2 separate regions of the Anser cygnoides genome follow, and region 1 is linked to region 2. A link is a contact called in public Hi-C data. All regions are on one chromosome and are shown on one strand. The core of a region is the stretch at or near the end of the contact, and the rest is flanking DNA. Distances in the headings are between cores, read along the strand shown.

Region 1 (5,303 bases), core at 1,052-3,551, 370 kb after region 2:
GAGACATGGGGCTGGGGGGATGCAGATGGGGGTCCTGGGGGATGCGGGGACACAGCTGGGGAGCTGAGGGGATGGGGGGGTAGAGATTGGGGTCCTGGGGGATATGGGGGATGCAGATGGGGAGTTAAGGGGATGGGGGGGTGCAGATGGGGGTCCTGGGGGATGCGGGGATGCAGCTGGGGAGCTGAGGGGATGGGGGGGGATGGGGCCGGGTGCATGGAAGGCACAGAGACGGGGGGCACGAGGGGTGTGAGGATGGGGGGGCTGCGCAGATTTGGGGCGCAGGGGGCCGGGCATTCGGGGGCGTGCAGAAGGGGGGCAGGGGGATGTCCGGATGGGGGGCAGCGTGCGGATAGGGGGGTCCAGGGGGCGTAGGGAAGCGGGGCGGGGCGGCAGCCCGCGGGAAGCCAGCCCTGCGGCCGGGGGGGACCCCGAAAAAACGGAGAAAGGGGGGGGCGCAGCGCGGCGGGGACCTACCTGCTCCTCCTCGGCGCTCAGCTCCGCGGCCATGCTGCGCGGCCGGGCCGGGCCGAGCCGAGCCGGGCCGGGCCGGGCAGAGCCGGGCAGAGCCGGGCTAAGCGGCGGGGCGGCCGCCGGAGCCCATCCCCGGGGAGCCGGCGGGGCTGCGGGCACCCCCCGGCCCCTCCCGGCCTCCGGGCGAGGCCGCACGCTCGGCGAGGGAGGGAGGCTCCGCCCCGGGGTGGCCGCGGGGGACGGCAGGGAGGGAAGAGGAGGGGGAAAAAGGAAAATCGGGGGGGGGGGAAAGGGAAAAAAAGGGAACGGGGAGAAGGGGGGAAACGGGGAGGGAATGGGAAAGAAAAACGGAAACGAAAAAGAAAGAGGAAAAATGAAGATGAAAGGTGAAAAAGACGGAAAAATAAGAAACCAAAAAATAAGGAATGAAAAAGTAAGGGATGAGCAATAAATACAAATATAAAAATAGAGATTTTCTTTAAAAAGGGTAAAAAAAAAAAAAAAAAACCACGAAGAAATCCGCCGCAGCCCCGGGAAGTTTCGCTCGCCCCGGGGAAGCTGGGCCGGGCTCCGCTCCCCGCCCCGCTCTGCCCCGGCGGGGGCGGCGGCAGGAAGCGGCCCCAGCCCCCTCCCCGCCGGCCCCGGCCCCGCGGAGGGCGGGGGGAGGCCGGGGGGGGCCGGGGGGAGGCCGGGGCCGGCGGCGGGCAGGAAGCCCCCCCCGGGCGGAGGGGGGCCGCGGGAGCGAGGGGAGCAGGAGCCCCCCCCGCGTCCTCCGGGAGCTCGGCGGGACCCCCCCGGGGCCGGGCCCTTGCCCCGCCTCGCCTCCCCGCAGCCTCCCCGCAGGGCCGAGCAGCCTCCGCTGGGCCTCCCTCAGCGCCCTCCTCTCCCTCGGCGGCTCCCCGAGCCTTCCCCGCGGGCGGGCGGCTTTCCAGCCCTGCCCTCGCCCCCCTCCCTCCTCCTCTGCCCCCCGAGGCGTCCTCCTCGCCCTCCCCGTCCCGCTGCCCCCCCCGAGGCTCCGGGCCCCGGCGGCCGGGCCAGGGGGACATTTTGTCGGGCGGCGGAGCGCGGCGCTGGCGCCCTGCCCGCAGCCCGGGAGCCTGCACCTCGCTCGCAGAAAATGGAAGGAAGGGCAGAGGGAAGCAGCCGGGCCCGCAGCCGGAGCCCCCCGAGCCCGGGGAGCCGCTCGCTCAGCCCGGCCCCCCCCCCAACCCGAAATTTGGACCCCGGCTCGGTGACCGCCGGTGCCACCTCCTGCTCCGGTCGGGAGCGGGGCAGGGAACAGCTGGGAGCGGGCTCGCACCCAGCAAACAGCAGAGTCACGGCGACAAACTGCGCTGGCCCCGGCCGCTTCCGCTTAACACCCTCTCTCCAAACACAGGCTTTCGTTTCCAGCGGGAATCGCAAGGCAAATATTTATCCCTCCGGCTCAGCTCATGCTTTTAAAAGGGAAACTATGCGGCATCAGCTGGAGCGGGCGGAAAGCGCCGGCTGCTTCCCTCCAGCTCTCCGCCATCGATCAGAGCGGGCGGCTGGAGGCAGCAGCCCCTTTCAGCCGCCTTTCGTCTCCGGCCCCCTCCCTTTCCCTTCGCTGGAGGACCTTGAGAGCTTGCTGAAGGACAGCACGGAGCCTGAAACCCGAGCCGCAGCTCTTCCAGCTCCTTCCTCCCCGAGGGACGCGCAGATCGAGCATTCTGGTGCCCAGCTCGGGAGGAGAACCGGGTGGATGCACCCAGACCCCGCTGCCCTCCCGGCGAGGCTCGCCCGCTCCCAGGGCCTCTCTCCGCACTGCTCTGGGGACCAGGCGGCCCAGGCGCTTGTCCTCTTTCCCCTGGAGCAGTCGCTTTGCAGGCTAAAAATACAACCCGATGCTCAGAAAGGGCCGTGGCCACATCTGAGCGACAAGAAAGGGGTCCCAGAGCCAGGGGGCCGTTTCCTCCCCTCCCGTGGAGGGGGAGCAGAGGGCAGCCCTCTCCCCCCGCCGCGCTGACAGCTCCTGCAGCTGTAATCGATAGCGGCGGCACGGTCAGATGATCGCGAGCGGCCCACGTGCTTGGCACAGAAATGAGCATTTTCTGGGAAAAATGGGGGGGTGAGGGCAGAAGGCGAATGGCCCCGCTATCTGCGTGCAGCATCCCTGCTGGCGCTATCTCCTCCTGGGCACGGGCCCTCCTCGGGGGCCACAGGGAGGCATTTGCACGAGGATACCCCAGTCCCATGGCTTTTGCCCATTTTCCTCTCCCCCTCCACATTTAGAGTGGTCCTGCTCTGGCTTTTTTCATCTCCCCTTCAAAAACAACCTGGGGACAGCGAGCGTGACGGTGAACCAGCCCCAGGGACACGCAGGAGAGGGGGCTTGGGCAGGTAGGGGCCAGAGCAGCTCGCTGCGCCAAGAATTAAAACCCTTTAATTCATTCAGTGCTGCAACCAGCTTTTTAATCCCCCTTTGGGAGGCACAGCGTGTCTCCTCCCTGAGGTAGCAGGGAGACGCTGAAGAATTCGTATTTCTGAGAAGCCTTTTATTTGGCACAATCAGCTTTGAGAGCGAAATCATTCCTTCCTCCCTCTGCCGAGAAAAGCCCGGAGTACAGGCTGGGGCTCACGCAGCACGGCGCTGTGCTGAGAGGCAGGGCCAGCTGTGATGCAAGGAGAGCGAGTTTCTCAGTAACACGTGGGCGTGGAAAGCCCTGCCTGCAGACTCACAGCAGCCCGCTGCAGACTTCTGTTACTAGAAGCAGGCTGACCACAAAACTTTCATTGAGAAGGCCTCGGCCAACAGCTGGAGCAGAAGGCTGCAGCGCCCCGTGACTTCCTGCGCCCCGCAGGCAGGGCTGCCAGCAGGATCCGTGCCCCACGAGCGGGAGCCATGCGGCAGGATCCGTAGCCCACGGCTCCGAGCGCTGGTCCTGGCCTGGAGGCTTGCCAGAGCCTCAGACAGAAGCCGGGGCTGGGGCTGAGCTGGGAGCCCTGCAGCTTGGGACAGGTTATTTTATTTCACAGCACGTGACTGCCTGGGCAGAACCGGACGATCCTGCTCAGGCCCTCGCTTCTGCGAGGCCAAAAAGTGGCTCTGAGAGCACTTCCGTGCCCTTTACACAAAGCCATCCTATAACGATTACCTTTGCTGCCCTCAAAGGCAGCGAGAAACCTTTTCCTTCCTCCTCACCCAAGCAGGCTGCCACAGCAGCCTAATTCTCCATCCTGCTCACTGCTTCCTCCCGGCCCTCCGGAGAGGCTGCTGGCTGGGGGGTAGACAAGTGTTCCAGCTCGTACTGCCCGTCCCCAGCAGCCCTCGGCTGCCCCGCTGCCAGCTTTTTACTCTTCTTGCTCTCGATGATCTGCTGGAGCTGACGCCCAGCGTAGTCTGGCTTGGCTGTGAGCGACGTGGCGGGCACGGCGAGCCCCAGGATTTCGGGCACCATGTAAGGCCGGAGCCAGCCCACCAGCGGCGTGCTGCCGGGCGTGTAGTGGGTTTGCTTGTGGTAGAAGAGAAGTCCGTCGACCTGCAGAAAGGAGAGAGAGCGGATGAGAAGCCCGAGCTGGAGGCTTTTACAGGTCAATGAGAGCGCCAGACGGCGGCGCCGCTCCTCACTCACCGGCCAAAGCCACCAGCTGGATCGTTTTTCCTCAATAAATAGCGGAAGGGAAAGGGGAAACCCGCAGAGCTCCTGCCCTGGAAGATCAGCGCAGGCCCAGCACGCGCTGGAAGGCTTTCAGGCATCGAAGGCAAACACTGTGAGGCCGGCGGCGGCACGGACCAGTGCTTTTCCCCTCGTTGCTATGATCCCACTCCACAGAAAAGCCACCCAGTTTCTGAATGAGGCAGCGCACAAAAAGGCCATTTTACTGGATTAGGCTTATTTTAAATAATACATTGGGAGAGTAATTAGCGGGAGCGCGTGACGCCAAGGAGCCCCGCTTCGTAGTTACACTGCTACAGCTCTTCCAGCTTGCTTACGCAAAATAAATTCTTAATGCTTCCCGAGAGAGAACTTGTCCAGCGATCAATGACAGCTAAGGGCACTCAGGACTCTGCAGGCTGAGGCCCGAACTCTCGTGGCTGGCGTTTTCCCCGCGCCCCCTCCACGCCCAAGCCTCCTCACCCCACTTTCCCTGGGCTTCCCAGGGGTGCACTCTGCGAGGTTCGATCCTGCTGCAAGACCAGCTGGCCTGGGAGGTGGTGCTCCTTTTAGCTCGGCCTCGTGAGCTCTTAGAGGCCATTTCCCTACGAGTAAGTGTGGCTGAGCGGGCAGGAGCGAGCGAGGAAAAGAGCCCACCACTTTAAGCTCTGTCAGGCCCCAAATGCTCCCTGGCCCCTCCTGGAGCCCACAGCCCCCAGCAAAGAGGCACCCGTACCGGCAGCGAGCCCAGGCACGGGTGGACCGTGCAGGTCGAGGTGAGTTCGGTGCCCGTGAGCCTGGCCAAGCGAAGCGCAGGCACGTGCCCACCTCTGCTCCCGGGCGCCGGCTTCCAGCAGAGCGGGCGTTGCTCACCACGTCACTAAGGCTGTAATTTTTGGTCACTGTTAAGAGCTTGCAAAATGATCCCAGAAAACGGGGGGGATTCCCGTGCTAGGAAAACATGAAAGCAGAACAGCAAACAGCTTGTGTAACCCCCCGGATATCTAAGTGCAGAGCTTCTTTCTGCCCCCTCTCCCTGCTTCCTGGGAAGACACGAGCAGAGGAGTCAGATTGTGCGGCACCACACCGCCACGCTCTCCTGGGCCCGCACACCCAGCGCATTCCAGCGGATGCACGGCTCTCTGCGAGCAGCGGGGACTCTCCAGCACCCGCAGGAATCTTTTAGCGACATCAGAGCCTGGAAACGCTTCT
Region 2 (5,078 bases), core at 283-2,782:
TCTCACCTGCCAGTTTTCTCCACCGGGAAACCTAATGGAAGGATGTCTAGAAAGTCGTTGTTGGTGGGATCCTGTAGACATGGCCACGCTGCTTATACCCCCCTTTTGGGGGATCTTTTCCCCTTTTGGGGGATCTCAGCTTTCAGGGAGTGCTTTTTCTTTTCTCTCTCTTTTTTATTTATTTATTTATTTTTTTAATGCTGTGGTTGGTGATTATGGAAAGGGAAGGGGTTCCCTGCGGGGAGGCTTCACCCACCCATGTCCCACCTCGTAGGCGAGCGCCCAGCAAGCAGCAAAGCTTGCGGGGGCTCCATCCCCGGCAGCCCTGGGCTGAAACTGCTGGGGCACGCCAGCAACACGGCTCCCAAGCGTGTCTTTGACGTAAAAACCAGGTGAAAAGCCTTGGAGAGATAAGGCAGAAGCCACCAAAGGGAAAACAGGGCTCCTGCGGGACACCACGCTGCCAACTGGGGCAGGGTCGGCCACGGACCAGATGCTAGCAAAACCCGAGCACGCACCTATGTGGGTGCAGGCTCAGGGCCGGGTGGAAAAATCAATAGGATTACGGGGGAGGAAGGAACAAAAATAAGAAAAAAAAAAAAAAACTAAAACCTTGCTTTTGGAGGCAGGCGCCAGGACATGGAAGGAGTCTGGTGCGCATCAGGCCCAGGGAGCTGTGCAAGCCTCAGGAGACACGTCCCGCCATCTAACGAGGCTGCCTAATTTGCATTTTTGTTTTTTTTTTCCATGGAGGGGGGCAGCCCAAACCCACAAACTTTGTCCCCGAGCAGGTAATTAATGGGCCGGGCTCGGTTTGCTCCGCTTTGGGAAGCCCAGCGCAAGGCGCGGCAGGCCCCGGGTTTTCCAGACCTCTCACCAGCAGCCGCTGCCGTGGGTAAATCCCAGCCCCAGGCTCCCCGGCGGCACAAAAAGCAGCACCTCTCCCATCTCCGGCAGCTCTCCAAGAGGTGGTTCCCACCCCGGGTGCCTCCGTGATGATGATGGTGGTGATGAAGGCTGACGGTGGCCGTGCCACCTCCGATTACCCCCAAGGTGGCCAAATCCAGCCCCAGCCCCAACCAACCCCGTCCCGTGGCTGAAGTTGAGCCCATCCAAGCCCATGGCACGAAGCAAGAGGGCTTTCAATCATTTTGTTTTGTCTTGACGCAAAACTCCACCATGCTCAGCCAGGAAGCTTCCGATATATATTTTTTCCCCCAACAGCCTGCAGCAAGAGGGGAAAATTCCCCAAAGCCTTCATCCCTCATCGTACCCGAGGGCAGCACCATCTCGGAGGCTTCCTGGTCGGCCGGTCCAACCTCCTGCGTGCTCCAAGCATCTCCTGCACCTTCCTCAAGCAGGTCAACGGGTGGCCTGGGGCTGGCACGGAGATGCAGCACGCGATGCCTGCTGTCGTCTGGCCATGCGGACCAAAGCTTGGTGACACCAAGCACGGGATGATCATAGGGTGGCGCCTGGCCTTTGGCATGGCGCAGTGCCCATCGTCTTCCTCCCCCTGCAAATAAAATACAAAGTGTGGGCAATGTAAGCCACGGCGCCCGAGGAGCTTCGCCTCCAAGCCAGGAGGGGGAAAAAGGGAGGGTAAGACAAGGATCTGCTCCCAGGCATGGCTCTGGAGGGAAGAAGAGGAGAAGGGAGACCCGTGCGGTCAGCGAGGCGGGCAGGGCAGGCGGCTCTCCTGTCCCCAGTTGAGCAACCCGCCCCCGTCCCCAGCTGTTTGCAGAGAGAAAAGGTTGAGAAATTGATTGGTTGCGCAAAGCAGGCATTAACACGTCTGCAGCCCCAAAAACAACAGAAAGAAGCCCACGTTCCTGCAGAGACACCCATCAGCTCCTCCCAAAATCCCTGCTGATGTCAGCTCCGGCAGTGTGGGCTCCGGAGGAGGACCAGGAGCATCCCTGCCCTCCTCCCCTCCGGGCAGGGGTGCTGAGCCCGGGCAAGGATCCCTTGGCTCCCAACCACGCTGGAAGGAAAAGGGCTATAAGAACATGAGGGTGTTTTGCACCATCCTCCGTGAAGATGCTCAGGAGAGAGGTGTCCCAAAGCCCAGATTTTGGGGTCTCCATCAGCACCGCCTCCGTGGCAGGAGCCGAAATCCAGCCCCAGCACGTCCCGGCGTCGCAGGAGCTGAGTGAGCCAGCAAAGCAAACACTGGCAGAGAGCTCCTGAGCCGTGTAAACAAACAACCAATTAAAAGATGAAATAAATCCCCCGGGTACGTAACCTTTCTATTTAAGCACCGGCCAGGGCTGGAGGAGCTCCAGCACATCCGACCCGGCGCCGTCTGTGATCTCCCTGCCCAGCCCCGCGAGCCCGGGGCTCCTCTGGGATGAAAGCGGTCGGCTTTCAGGGAGCGGCTTCACCTTTCCTGGCATTTCTTTCCCCCCCAGTTACACCATTTTTTTTTTTTTTTTTTTTTTTTGGTTTAATTCAGAGGGAAGCCCTCAGCCCCTTTCCGCACCCCAGAGGGGCAGCAGGGATGCTTTTAAAGGCGAGGGCAAAGCGAGGGAGGGAAAGCAGCAGGGAGCCAGTGCTAAAAGCCCCGCACCTGCAGGATTTCACCACCTGAGCACAGCACCGGGGCCAGGCCACCCCTGGGCAGCCACGGGGGCAAAAAGCAAGGCTGGAGGCAGGAGGAGGCGCTGGGACAGGGAAGTGAAAGAGGCAGAGATAGCACTGCCACCCTTCCCACCGCCGCCTGCAGTAATCACAGCCGCTCTCACTTCTCCCTCGCTGCCCCGATGGTTCCTCCGCAGGCGGGTTTTGGTTCCTCTCCGCTCCCCCGCCACCTTCCCTGTTTCGAGACCGAGCCTTCAAACCGCTTCAGCTTTTATTTCCAGTTTCTAAACCGCAGGGATGCCGCCGGTTCCCATGGCCCGTGCTGCTCCCTGCCCGGCCCCGGCACTCGCGTCCCCTCCGGGGAGCTGGGGGCAAGGCAGGGACGGAGGCGGCCCAGCTCAGAGGGGTGCCCTGGGGGGCTCAGAGGGGTGCTTTGGGGTCAGGATGGGGATGCTTTGGGGGAAGGATGTTTTTTCAAGGAGGACAAAGCTGGGGGATGTTAATAAGTTGGTGACTTACGGAGACAAGCACATCACCTCCCCACCTCCATCCTCCCTCCAAGCCCCAGGGCACGGATGGGAGCAATTCCCGGCTGCCCTGTGCCTGCAGCCCCCAGCACACAACGTCAGTAAGCCCAACCACTTCATTTTATTTTGTTTTTAAGAATCACTGCAACAAAACTGGCATCGGAACGAAGCGTGGGCTCTGTTCTGCTTTTGTTAATTTTAGTGCCGACGCATGCAAACGACGGCAGAGAGTCAATATTGACTTTCCACTGAAGCAAGCGCGCGGGTTCATTGACTGCAGGGGTGAAGGTGCTCCAGCAGCTGCATGGGGCTGACACTCACAGCCCACGGAGCGCCGCAGGAGCTTGGCCACCGAGTGCCACCCGTGCAAAAAGGCTGCTGCTTGCAGCACCGCGCACGCAGGGTGCAGGGACCCCGGGGCTCGGTCACAGCGGGGAAAATCCCAGCCCGAAAGTGGCTTCCCCGGAGGGAAAGGAGCCCCGGGTGGGAAGCCCCTGAGCATGGCTGGCAGGGAAGGGCAGGAGGGGCTTCCCGGGGCTGCCGGGGGACACAGCGAGCCCCCGGCTTCGTCTGCTGCCGTCTCCGCTTTCAGGGCAAGAGCCAGCGGCCAAAACCTCGCCGCCTTTATAAAGGGGCCGCGTTTGCCAAGAGCCAGGTCACGGGGCAGGCGCAGCAGGGTCACTGCTCAGAAGAGCAGCAGGCGGGGGCCGGGGCTTTCCCTGCTGCCCCCACCTCGGCTTGGCCCTAAGGGCTCCCGGCCACCACCTGCGGGAGCTCCGCACCCCATGTCCATGTGTCCCCGGGGCACATGGCACCGCACAGCACGTTCCGGCACGGCCAGGGCACAGGCACCGCGCTGCCCTCGGTGCAAAGGCTCGCGGCCATCAGGGGCTGGGGCTGCCCCCAGGTCCCTGCTGAGGGTGCAGGGGGGCTTTACCAGCAGCCCCCCTGCCTGGGGGCTCTGCCAGCCGCAGACCGGGCTCTGTCCCGGCCGCATTCCTCGGCGTTGACGTGGTTTTCTTTCTTCCCCCAACCTTATCGCGCTCGAGTTTGTGAGTTGTGTTTCTCCAGAGCTGCAAAGCAGCCCGGGGAGCTGTGCAAACCGAGCTGACTGCATGCCTGGGGGTTGCTGCTGCTCCTCGGGCAGCTCTAAGGCTTCCTGAAGGTTTTCTGCTGGCCGAGGGGAGGTCACCCAGCCGAAACCCTCTGCAGGGCCTGAAAGAAATGGAGCATTTCCCTAAAACGAGCATGCAAAATCACCAGTTAGTACCAAAGCACCTGGAAATGATGCAAACCAACATCCCACTGATGAAAGAGAAAACCAGGGTGAGACCTAGCAGGGAGCAGACTTCTTGCTCTCAGTATTTCTTCATCCCCTCCGCACAGCTCGGAGCATCTTCTGCCTTCGCTAAGGACCCCGGAGTACCTGCAGAGCAGGGCAGGACCTCTGCGGCTGGCCCGCGTGCACTCCAGCCCCTGCATGACTCCAGACAAGCACAGAAACACTGTGCAGCACGGCCCTGGGGAATTCAAGCTTCTAATTAAGCTCAATTATTCCTGGAAACAATTTTTTTCGGCTCTCCGCTGAGGCAGCTGGCCAGGGCAAGAACGCTGCACCTGCAGGTTTTAATTGCGAGGCTGTCATCGCTGGAGCAGGGCTATCGGCGCGCCTGGTGCCAAGGAGTCTGCCCGGCCTCGCGTCCCTATCGCGGCACATGGGCGGCTTTCTCATCTCTCCCCACCCGAGAGGCCAAAACGCTGCTGGAGGCAAAAAGCAAAGCCACCGGGGCGTAGGAAAAGGTCTGGAGGAGGCAGGAGAACATCACTCCTGCGGCTAGACCTGTAGCAGCAAGGGTAAGCGACTCGAGGCAGAACAAAGCGGTCGCTGTGAGCTACCAGGTGCGCCCGCACACGGCAGGACTCGTGCCCTCCAGTCCCTCTGCACGGGACGGGACCGCGCTGTTCCCATCC

Evidence for each region. A called contact is a pair of places that touch in the nucleus more often than the background predicts.
Region 1: a Hi-C map of liver shows a contact between it and region 2, with 15 times the contacts expected there. The contact joins the promoter of PTPN9 here to the enhancer-like site in region 2. A contact is called at or near these places in 2 of 7 Hi-C or Micro-C datasets (both in liver).

What each region holds. Positions count from the first base shown.
Region 1 is chr11:13,216,498-13,221,800 of Taihu_goose_T2T_genome, forward strand. It overlaps PTPN9 (protein tyrosine phosphatase non-receptor type 9), which reads right to left and starts at 2,302. Exons shown (of 13, transcript XM_048081500.2): 1 at 2,072-2,302. The coding sequence starts at 2,164. SNUPN (snurportin 1) reads right to left here. Exons shown (of 8, transcript XM_067003976.1): 8 at 2,886-3,974. The coding sequence ends at 3,660.
Region 2 is chr11:12,851,304-12,856,381 of Taihu_goose_T2T_genome, forward strand. No RefSeq gene overlaps it. Among named protein-coding and RNA genes, the nearest start is that of C11H15orf39, 7.0 kb to the left of the region's middle. Within about 2 kb of position 1,533, at least 1 of the 3 cell types and tissues checked has open chromatin away from gene starts, as enhancers often do. A contact at or near this core is called in liver, where this site is marked.